Linked DNA regions of Mus musculus: all the other regions are linked to region 2. Evidence: chromatin contacts called from public Hi-C and HiChIP or PLAC-seq data. All regions are on one chromosome and are shown on one strand. The core of a region is the stretch at or near the end of the contact, and the rest is flanking DNA. Distances in the headings are between cores, read along the strand shown. Region 1 has its middle 19 kb from the start of Gm40425. Region 2 holds the start of Egln3 (egl-9 family hypoxia-inducible factor 3). Region 3 has its middle 21 kb from the start of Gm36213.

The links. Hi-C and Micro-C count contacts between places; a contact is called where the count stands out from the background. HiChIP or PLAC-seq counts read pairs in DNA pulled down with a chosen protein or histone mark.
Region 1: a contact with region 2 is called in an H3K4me3 HiChIP or PLAC-seq map of the SCID.adh cell line, with 14 read pairs. The contact joins the enhancer-like site here to the promoter of Egln3 in region 2. A contact is called at or near these places in 12 of 39 promoter capture datasets (the HPC-7 cell line, cranial neural crest, embryonic stem cells and 4 more), 8 of 484 Hi-C or Micro-C datasets (the 3T3-L1 cell line, bone marrow-derived macrophages, embryonic stem cells and 4 more), 13 of 115 datasets of contacts at active chromatin or transcription factors (DN3 thymocytes, the SCID.adh cell line, T-cell acute lymphoblastic leukemia and 8 more) and 1 of 9 other capture datasets (embryonic stem cells).
Region 3: a contact with region 2 is called in a Hi-C map of cardiomyocytes, with 1.7 times the contacts expected there. The contact joins the enhancer-like site here to the promoter of Egln3 in region 2. A contact is called at or near these places in 14 of 39 promoter capture datasets (the 3T3-L1 cell line, the HPC-7 cell line, cranial neural crest and 8 more), 27 of 484 Hi-C or Micro-C datasets (the AML12 cell line, B cells, the C2C12 cell line and 19 more), 28 of 115 datasets of contacts at active chromatin or transcription factors (the HPC-7 cell line, T-cell acute lymphoblastic leukemia, acute myeloid leukemia and 20 more) and 4 of 9 other capture datasets (adipose tissue, embryonic stem cells, macrophages and 1 more).

Annotation. Positions count from the first base shown.
Region 1 is chr12:54,567,250-54,570,042 of GRCm38.p6, reverse strand. No RefSeq gene overlaps it. Among named protein-coding and RNA genes, the nearest start is that of Gm40425, 19 kb to the right of the region's middle. Within about 2 kb of position 1,367, at least 59 of the 459 cell types and tissues checked have an H3K27ac peak or open chromatin away from gene starts, as enhancers often do. A contact at or near this core is called in the SCID.adh cell line, T-cell acute lymphoblastic leukemia, epidermal suprabasal cells and 4 more, where this site is marked.
Region 2 is chr12:54,202,318-54,205,238 of GRCm38.p6, reverse strand. It overlaps Egln3 (egl-9 family hypoxia-inducible factor 3), which reads left to right and starts at 1,365. Exons shown (of 5, transcript NM_028133.2): 1 at 1,365-2,034. The coding sequence starts at 1,678.
Region 3 is chr12:54,498,785-54,501,484 of GRCm38.p6, reverse strand. No RefSeq gene overlaps it. Among named protein-coding and RNA genes, the nearest start is that of Gm36213, 21 kb to the right of the region's middle. Within about 2 kb of position 1,349, at least 5 of the 459 cell types and tissues checked have an H3K27ac peak or open chromatin away from gene starts, as enhancers often do. A contact at or near this core is called in cardiomyocytes and heart atrium, where this site is marked.

The DNA.
Region 1 (2,793 bases), core at 118-2,617, 360 kb before region 2:
CTTGATCACTAATTGAGAAAATGCCTTACAGCTGGATCTCATGGACGTATTTCCCCAACTGAAGCTCCTTTCTCTGTGATAACTCCAGCCTGTGTCAAGTTGACACAAAACTAGCCAGTACAGTCCATTTTCACCATGGTGAGAAGCATGGCAGCATGCAGGCAGACATGGTGCTGGAGAAGGAGCCGAGAGTTCTACATCAGGATCCACAGATAACAGGAAGAGAGAGTGACACGGCCTGGTTTGAGCATCTGAAATCTCAAAGCCCACCCCAGTGACACACTTCCTTTAGGCCATACCTACTCCAACAAGGCACACCCTCTAGTTAGTGCTCTTCTCTAGGAGCCTATGGGATCCATTTTCATTCAAACCACTACAGGCTTGAAACCTAGGACAAATGGCCAACTGAGGTATCTATTGAACACATCAAAGGACAATCAGGTTCTCCCAGCGTTCTTCAGTCCCTACCTGTTATAGGGTATGGATGTCATAGCCTGTCCCCTACCCTAAACTTCTGTAGCCCAGGGGCTGGGCTGCTCTTCCCTATATAATTCAGCCATTTTGGTTACTTGACCTTTACCCTCCAGGTCTCTTGATTTGGCTCTCTTCTCTCCTCCCCCTTCTCCTCACATGACTTGGCTCAGGGTCCTGTTCATTCTGGATGTTCACAGATATGTCTGCCTCTAGTTTTGTTGTGTCTCCTATCTATAATAAACCTTCCCATCTAATATGCCTAGGAACAGTCATGCCCTTTTTCATTTCTTGTTTTTTATTCAGGCAGTGTCTTTACCGTACCCCTCCTCCCATACACACAGGAGTGGAGTTAGGAAGAACCCATATGGCAGCTCAGCTTTGGACTCATTGGCAGCCTGTGATGGGCTGAACTTGGCTGCTCGAGGTTGGATTGAGGCATGGTGGTTTGTTACTTTTAAGATCTAGTTTTCAGTTTTCTGAGCTGATTTTAAACTTGCAAACCAAAACCAAAACCAAAACCAAACCAAACCAAAACAAACCCAAACAGCAGCAGCAGCAGCAGCAACAACAACAACAACAACAACAGAACCAAACAAAAATCTTAAACTCAAAGTACCGAGGCAATCTTAGGCCAACACTCTTGTACTTAGGGAACATTCCTGACAAATCCTTTTGTCTGGAAGCAAAGCTTCAAAGGGTTTGTGGCTTTTCAGCTCCTGAAAGACTGGTTGAGGCAAGCTGGAGTTTCCCTCTCTTATCTGTGTGATAAACTATCTTATCTCCACTTCCCCCTCCCTCCCTGCCTTGATCTGTGGTTTGTTGCTAAGCCACTGTTTGGGGCAGGTGAGGCTAAGAAACTCACATGGCCCCGATTGTACCCAGTTCCTAACAAAGACAGGTTTGAGCTGGTTCCAGGGAACAGCTTCTAGCTCTGGCGCATCCAGTGACTTTCTGCTGCTCTCTGGACAAAAGTTTTCACGTGGTCTCTGTTGGGGTTCAGGAATTGCCACATAAACTACTCAGACTCCAGTTTCAGTTAAACAAGGCTGGTTTATTGAATGCACTCCCCAAGACTGATCGATCAGGGTCATAGCTTAGCCTTGGGAGCTAAGATTGGACCATGAATATTTCCCAGGGCCAGCTTATATGGAAAAACCATAATGAACTCTCAACCCGTACAGGGATGGCTGCTGGGTGGTTGGCCTTTTTCCAAGAGTTTGTTTGTTTGTTTTTTAATAGTTAGGACATAACAGTTCAAACTGACCTCTCTTTTGATTGGTCCTGAGTGAGGTTATGGTTGTGGAACATAGGGTATGCGGTCAGCTTGACCCTGCTCTGAATCAAGCTATTTTTCTATGTCAGTATTACAGCAACAATATGAAATACCTGGCAGGCAGATTACAACAGCAGTATGGACTGACTGGCAGGCCTGGAACAAAATGGCTACAGCTATGTTGGGGAAGCAGGCTTCAACAGTCCCCAGCTGACTAAGGAGACAGGACTGGGTGTAACAAACGGCACGGGTGTGAAGGAACATTCTGTTGCTTGGATTCCCATGTGGAGAAATCACAAGGCTCACAGAAGTGTCATGGAGAAGTCAGTGTGCTCCAAGCTCTGCATTGGAATTTCAGCTCTCATAGTTGTGCCCCACACACTCTTTCAAGGTTTCCCTTCTAGTTAGCCATTGAATCCTACCATCCCATAATTTTAATTATTTATTTATTTATTTATTTATTTATATTTTATTTTATTATTTTTTTGCTGAAGCCAGATGTCCTGTTCCTCAGATCTGCCAGTTTGGATTTTCCATGTAAAGACTTATTAAGATTAGCATAGCTTGTCCTTCCTGCTCTCAGATTCTGTAGAAAGGAGCGTAGCGGGCTGGCTCAGAGTGTGGAGTCTAGGTTCAAGACTCTTCTGACACTGACAAGACCAGGGCATGTGGTGGAGCCTTGTAAGGGTGAAATGTGGTGACTCTGTGTGCATACTCTGTGTGCTTCCTGTGGCATAAATATAATGAATGCTAACTGTCTTAGTTTTTAAACACTCTCTAGTCACTCACTAAACATTTTGTTCTAGATTCTCACCAGCATTGGGTTCTGTGCCCTGGAGCTGACTACATTTTCCCTGATTTCACGTTCTATGAGAATCTGCAGACAGAACCACAGGAGTCACAGGGTGGGAGGGGAAAAAGCAGTCTGAAAGGCTATGCTTTGGGCTGATCAAGGGTGTCTGTCCTACATAAAGCAAAGTCTTCTCTGCTTCCAGTAAAGTCTAAATGCTTTGCCAACCACAGGAAACGATAACAGCAGCGGCGGC
Region 2 (2,921 bases), core at 116-2,615:
TATCATGTGCTGGCATCAGTGTTTCAAGGACATGGGCTCCTGTCACCCCAGTGCTGCTATGGGCTTTTGGACAACAGCTTCTTGAAGTTGAGCCTTTACCCTAAGGAAATACACCTTCTCCTGGACAGACATATGGAAGAGGCCAACTGAGCAAGGCCATTAACAGGGTCCCTGTTCTCCATGGAGCTAGTTAGGTTTCTTCAAAGCTGCTTACACCCTCTCTGGTTGACTGCCACTCCCCAAGGCCCTGTTTGCCCTCACTGACTACAATACAGCCTTCTTCCCAGTCTGTCAGCACTCTCTCCTCCTCTGCCTCTCCTTCACATGAACTGCACCCCCACTTCTCCCCTCAGAGAAGGTGAGCAGAGGGGCTATTGGGAAGAGAATAAAAGCAAAAAGGACTTTATGTCCAAAATTAGTGATGCTTGAAAAATCGGTGCAGTTTTTCATTTGACTTAACTGAAAATCTAAATGTGCAAAGATGTGAACTGACTCTCTGTCTCTCTGTCTCTCTGTGTTTGTCTCTCTTTCCCTCTGTCTTAGATGTCTCTGTTTCTCTCTCTCTCATTTGGAAGGAAAGGGCATCAGAAATCTGTATAGAGACCACCTTACAGTAGATAATTAAGCCTTTTGGGTAGGGCCTAGGGCTCTAGTGCAAGTTGCATGTAGTAGAAGCCAGAGAGACCTGGAACACAGTGTATCTTTTGGGGAGAGTGCGAGTGATTTTGAGAGAGAATTTCAGAACCTTTTAGTAAAAAGCTTGAGTATAAATGGTGCATGAACATCTCCCGCAGGACAAAATACAAAAATTTGCAGGATTTGGCAGTGCTCTCCCTTCCCGGGGCGCCTCCCTATCTCTCTGTCCTCCACTCCCTTCTCAGGGGATACACACCAGCCTGGCACACAGGGTGGGGGGAGGTCAAGGGGAATGTTTGTTAATGAATCAGTCAGTTTTGGTTAAAATTAAATTCACCTCTCTCTCTCACAGGGGTTGGAACAGCCAGACCCGAATCAAACAGAAGAGGAAAGAAGGAAAGACACTAGGTAGAGCTTAAACCTTAATGTTTAAGAAATATAGTCACCAGAGAGGTGACTAGCCCAGAAAGTGGCAATAAACTGTTCATGTGCATCTCAGACGTGAGATCCAGGTTTTCAAGTTTGTTAGGGGATTTAACGCAAATCAATATGCAAATCGAGAGCATTAAAAAAAAAAAATCCAGCCCTTTCTTGGGTCACACACAGGTTAGCTAGAGTGGAGCTCACCCAGATGCTCCGCAGCACCAGTCCAAGAGGAAGAGCCCGGAGGAGGGCAGTCCCGGGGGCGGGACCATGACGTTGGGGTCAAGGCGGTGCTTTCTCTCGTTCCTCCCCCGGCCACGGCCGCCGCGGCGGTGGCTCTGCATCTCCAAAAAGGGCCCTCCGACTTCTCACTGGGCCAGTCCGGCGCTGGGTGGCGGAGCCCTACACTGCTCCCGCCGGTCCCAGAGCCGGGATCCCTTCTCTTCAGAGTTTCGAGCAACTTTCCCCGCCTCTGGAGCTAAAGTGGCTCGGGGACTGTGACCACCGCAGGTGGGAGAGTCCCCGGCCCGGCTCTCCGCATCTTCGCTGTGCGCTCGCGCTGGGAAAGCCCTGGGTGCGTGCACCCTGGGGGTCCCCGGCCTCGGCTCTGTGGGCGAGATGCCTCTGGGACACATCATGAGGCTGGATCTGGAGAAGATCGCCCTGGAGTACATCGTGCCCTGTCTGCACGAGGTCGGCTTCTGCTACCTGGACAACTTCCTAGGCGAGGTGGTGGGCGACTGCGTGCTGGAGCGAGTCAAGCAGCTGCACTACAACGGGGCCCTGCGTGACGGCCAGCTGGCCGGGCCGTGCGCCGGCGTCTCCAAGCGGCACCTGCGAGGCGACCAGATCACGTGGATCGGGGGCAACGAGGAGGGCTGCGAGGCCATCAACTTCCTCCTGTCCCTCATCGACCGGCTGGTCCTGTACTGCGGGAGCCGGCTGGGCAAATACTATGTCAAGGAGCGGTCCAAGGTAGGATGCGTGCGGGTGCCCAGCCGCAGCTGCGCTGCAGGGGACGGGAAGCCTTCATTCGGAGTGTTGTGTCGCCTTCGCTGGGGTGCAGCGAACTTTGGTTTTTAACCAAGAAGTCAGCTTGCCTATCTGCCCTACTTGCGTCCCCTCCACCTCCTGGCCTAACCCCTTAAGCAAAAGTCCACGTTAAGGGGCTCAGGTGTCTCGTGATGATGAGCTTCTGCTGACTCTGAAAGAATTGCCCTGGTTTTGGTGATGACCGCAAGGACAACTGGCTGGTGGAGGGAAAAGATATTGGAAACACTGCGACACGCATGTCCATGATCCGAAGTGCCTCCTTTAAAGCCACCCGGTACTGCCCTTCACAGTAGCCAGAGGCACTCTTAACTCTACTAGAGGCAAGTCTAATTTTTGCCTTGTGTTAGTTGGCTTGTAGAGTTAGGTAGGGTGGGAGGGAAGAGTTCGGTATGACAAGGTTAAGTCCTCCACTTCTGCTGCAGCCTTTGAGCCCTGGGGCTCAGAATTCTCATAGACCCCTCAGCCCAAGTGCTGAGCCCCACGCCATCGCCTTTCTTTTCCTATAAACTCATGGCAAAATCCACTCAAACAACCTGATAAGGTCCATGAAGAGAGTGGTGAGGTACCTCTGGGTAGAAACCTTGTTTTTGTTGTTCTCATAGCCCGTAATGGGGGCAGTGGGTGGTGATGATTTATCTTGAAAATGTTTACAGGTAGATTGGCAGGCCGGTAGACCAATGGGAGGTGGAGGAGCTGGTGCCTGTAACATCACTTTGGGTTAGTCTTGCTCCTGGCCATTTCTTCCTATAAGGATAGTCAAACTCTCTCTCCAGGAGCAATTCAGAGAGAATTGCCCCCGTGTAGCTGCG
Region 3 (2,700 bases), core at 100-2,599, 300 kb before region 2:
ACATAGAATAATAAGATAAACCTAAGCATTTAAATTCTAGCCAACAGAAAAATCTGCGTGCTTGTTATGTCACTAACTTAGTCGCTACTATTACTCAAAGACAAAGACAATAGAGGCTTGTTGTCACAATTTCTATTTTAGACATCCCCATGCTTTACCCTCACAATTCTCACAGTGAATTTGGGAGCTCTTGGAGGTTTATGGCCTGATGTCTTACTTGTTTGATTTTTTTCCTCAGTGCTAGGGACTGGACCCAGGGCCTGTACACAGTGTACTAGTATACTACCACCAAGCTACATCTTAACCCTCTTGCCTTGATAATAATACTATTCTGTATTGAAATACTTAACATTACTCTTTCCCTGCCCCAGTAAACCTTTACGCCCCAAATATAAACAGCACCACAGGCTCTTCCCCTTCCCCTCCCTCTTTTCCTCCCTTTTCTTTTCTCCCTCCTCTCTTCTCCCCTTCTCCCCCTATCACTTTCCCCCTCTCCCTCCCCTCTCTTCCCCTTCTCCCAGTCTCTCTCTTTCCCCCCCTCCCCATCTTCTCTCTTTCCCTCCCTCCACTCCCACCCCTCTCTTTCTGCTTCCTGACTGCTGTTTGAGGTCTGCTCTGTTCTCTCACACACTCATTGCCAGGATGGGATGAAACCTCTGATACTGAGATCCCAAACTCCTCCTCCTTGAAGGTGTCACAGTGATTAGAAGCCTTATTAATGCAGGAAGACATGGGGGTCTGTTGTCTTGAGAGCTACAAAGTTGCATTATCTTGCCTTTAGTGTGCTGCAGTGGCTACTGAGTGTCACATAAAACTTTAGCCACCTGTGTAGGACAATGATGCAAGAAAACAATTTGAAGGTATCCTGCCCAGAGTGGTCCCAACTATATCAGATAATCATTGTTTTGGTGGAAACTTAATATAAGTTCTGTCCTGCATTTGAATTGTAAAAAGAAGGTTTTTTTTGTTTTGGTTTTGTTTGTTTGTTTGTTTGTTTGTTTGTTTTACTGTGAACAGGGGACTAGAGACCAGACATACCCCATCCCCTCAAGACACACACACACACACACACACACACACACACACACACACACACACACACACACACACACACACCTGGGCAGCCATGCCTATGACAGAAGAGCCTTATCAGGCTCACTAAAAGGCATTTATGTTAGCGATTTCTTTTCCATGCCTATATACTCATTTATGGAAAGGGTCTGTTGTGAACATCTCCAGTGTTTCATTTTTAAATCAACGACCATGTGACAATTATAGACCTTGTACTCATATTTAATAGCTGCAGGGCTCAGATAACTTTCTTTAACAACAGTTTAAATTTAGCCTTCTTGTTCCTGTGACCTGATTTGCTCCTACTTTCCTCCTTGGCCAGTTCTGTTTTAGATTCTATCCAGAGAACTGCATTTGACGGATGTGTTTGTTCACACAAGTTTTCACAGTATCTAGTTTATTAGAGTTGATCACCACAGACTCCCCTCTAATACTGTCACTGTCTGAGCATCTGGTCCAGCAAATTACAGATGTGTTTGTTGTTTATAATAGTGTGTTGGATCAAACCTAGTAGATACTATTCATCTTGGAGAATTCTTAGCTTTTTTTTATTTTATGAAAAACAGATTTTTTTATACAATATATTCTGATTTTGGATTCTCCTCCCTCTATTTCCCTCCCCCGTCTTTCCTTTCTATTCAGACTCACACCCTTTCTGTCTCTTGTTAGGAAACAAATGGGCATCTAAGGAATGAAATAAAATAAAAATACCAAACAAAATCAAACAAGTCAGAATTGGACAAACCAACCAACAAACCAACCACAAAAATAACAACAAAAACCAAAGAAAAAGCACAAGAAATACATATAGACACAGAGACATTCTGGTGATTCCCATAAAAAGATAAAACCAGAAGCCATAATATATGCACAAAAGACCTACAAGATTAATATATATCTCAGGCCATGACTTAACATTGAGAGAGAAGTAGCTTCCAAAGATGCCATTGAGTTCATTTAGGGATGAAGGTGTGTATCCAGTTCCTTGGAGCATTCTTGCAGTAACAATAACGGTTCATTATCAAGTTGACCTCAGCCCTGCTCTGTGGATCCTGATGGCAAAAGGAGGCATTTGAGTTATTGCCCCCTGGGCAAGGGTGAAAAGTCACAGTGAGACTCATACCGAATTCTTTACCTTTATGTTTTTCTTCGATTGACTTCATGAACCAGCCATTAATCTCTAGTGAGAAATTTTCTCATAAAAATTGTGCAAAGTAATTCCAGCACATGACAGTCTTCTAAGGCTGTCCTTCTCTCCATCACCTAAATAATGTTTGACAAATAGAAGAGAACAAACCCAGCCCTTAACAACACACAAATCTATCATCTACCAGGAGTTGAATTGGTCATAGAGTTGTGGCAAGATTAGGTGTTTGCTCATAGGACATACGGTAGGGGAGACAGATATGTTTTAACTTTCACGGTCATAGCCAACTCCATGCAAGGAATCACTAAAAGCTTCCCAATGATGTGGTGTGCTTTGAGATTTTTCTCCCAGGAGGCACAGGAGACAGTGTGTAGAGATGTGGTTGGAGACACACTGAGTAATATTTCTCCCTCTCTAGGAAGTCACAATGACAAACCAAAGCTTGATTCCTTCAGAGTTCACCATGGGGAACCTATGAGCAT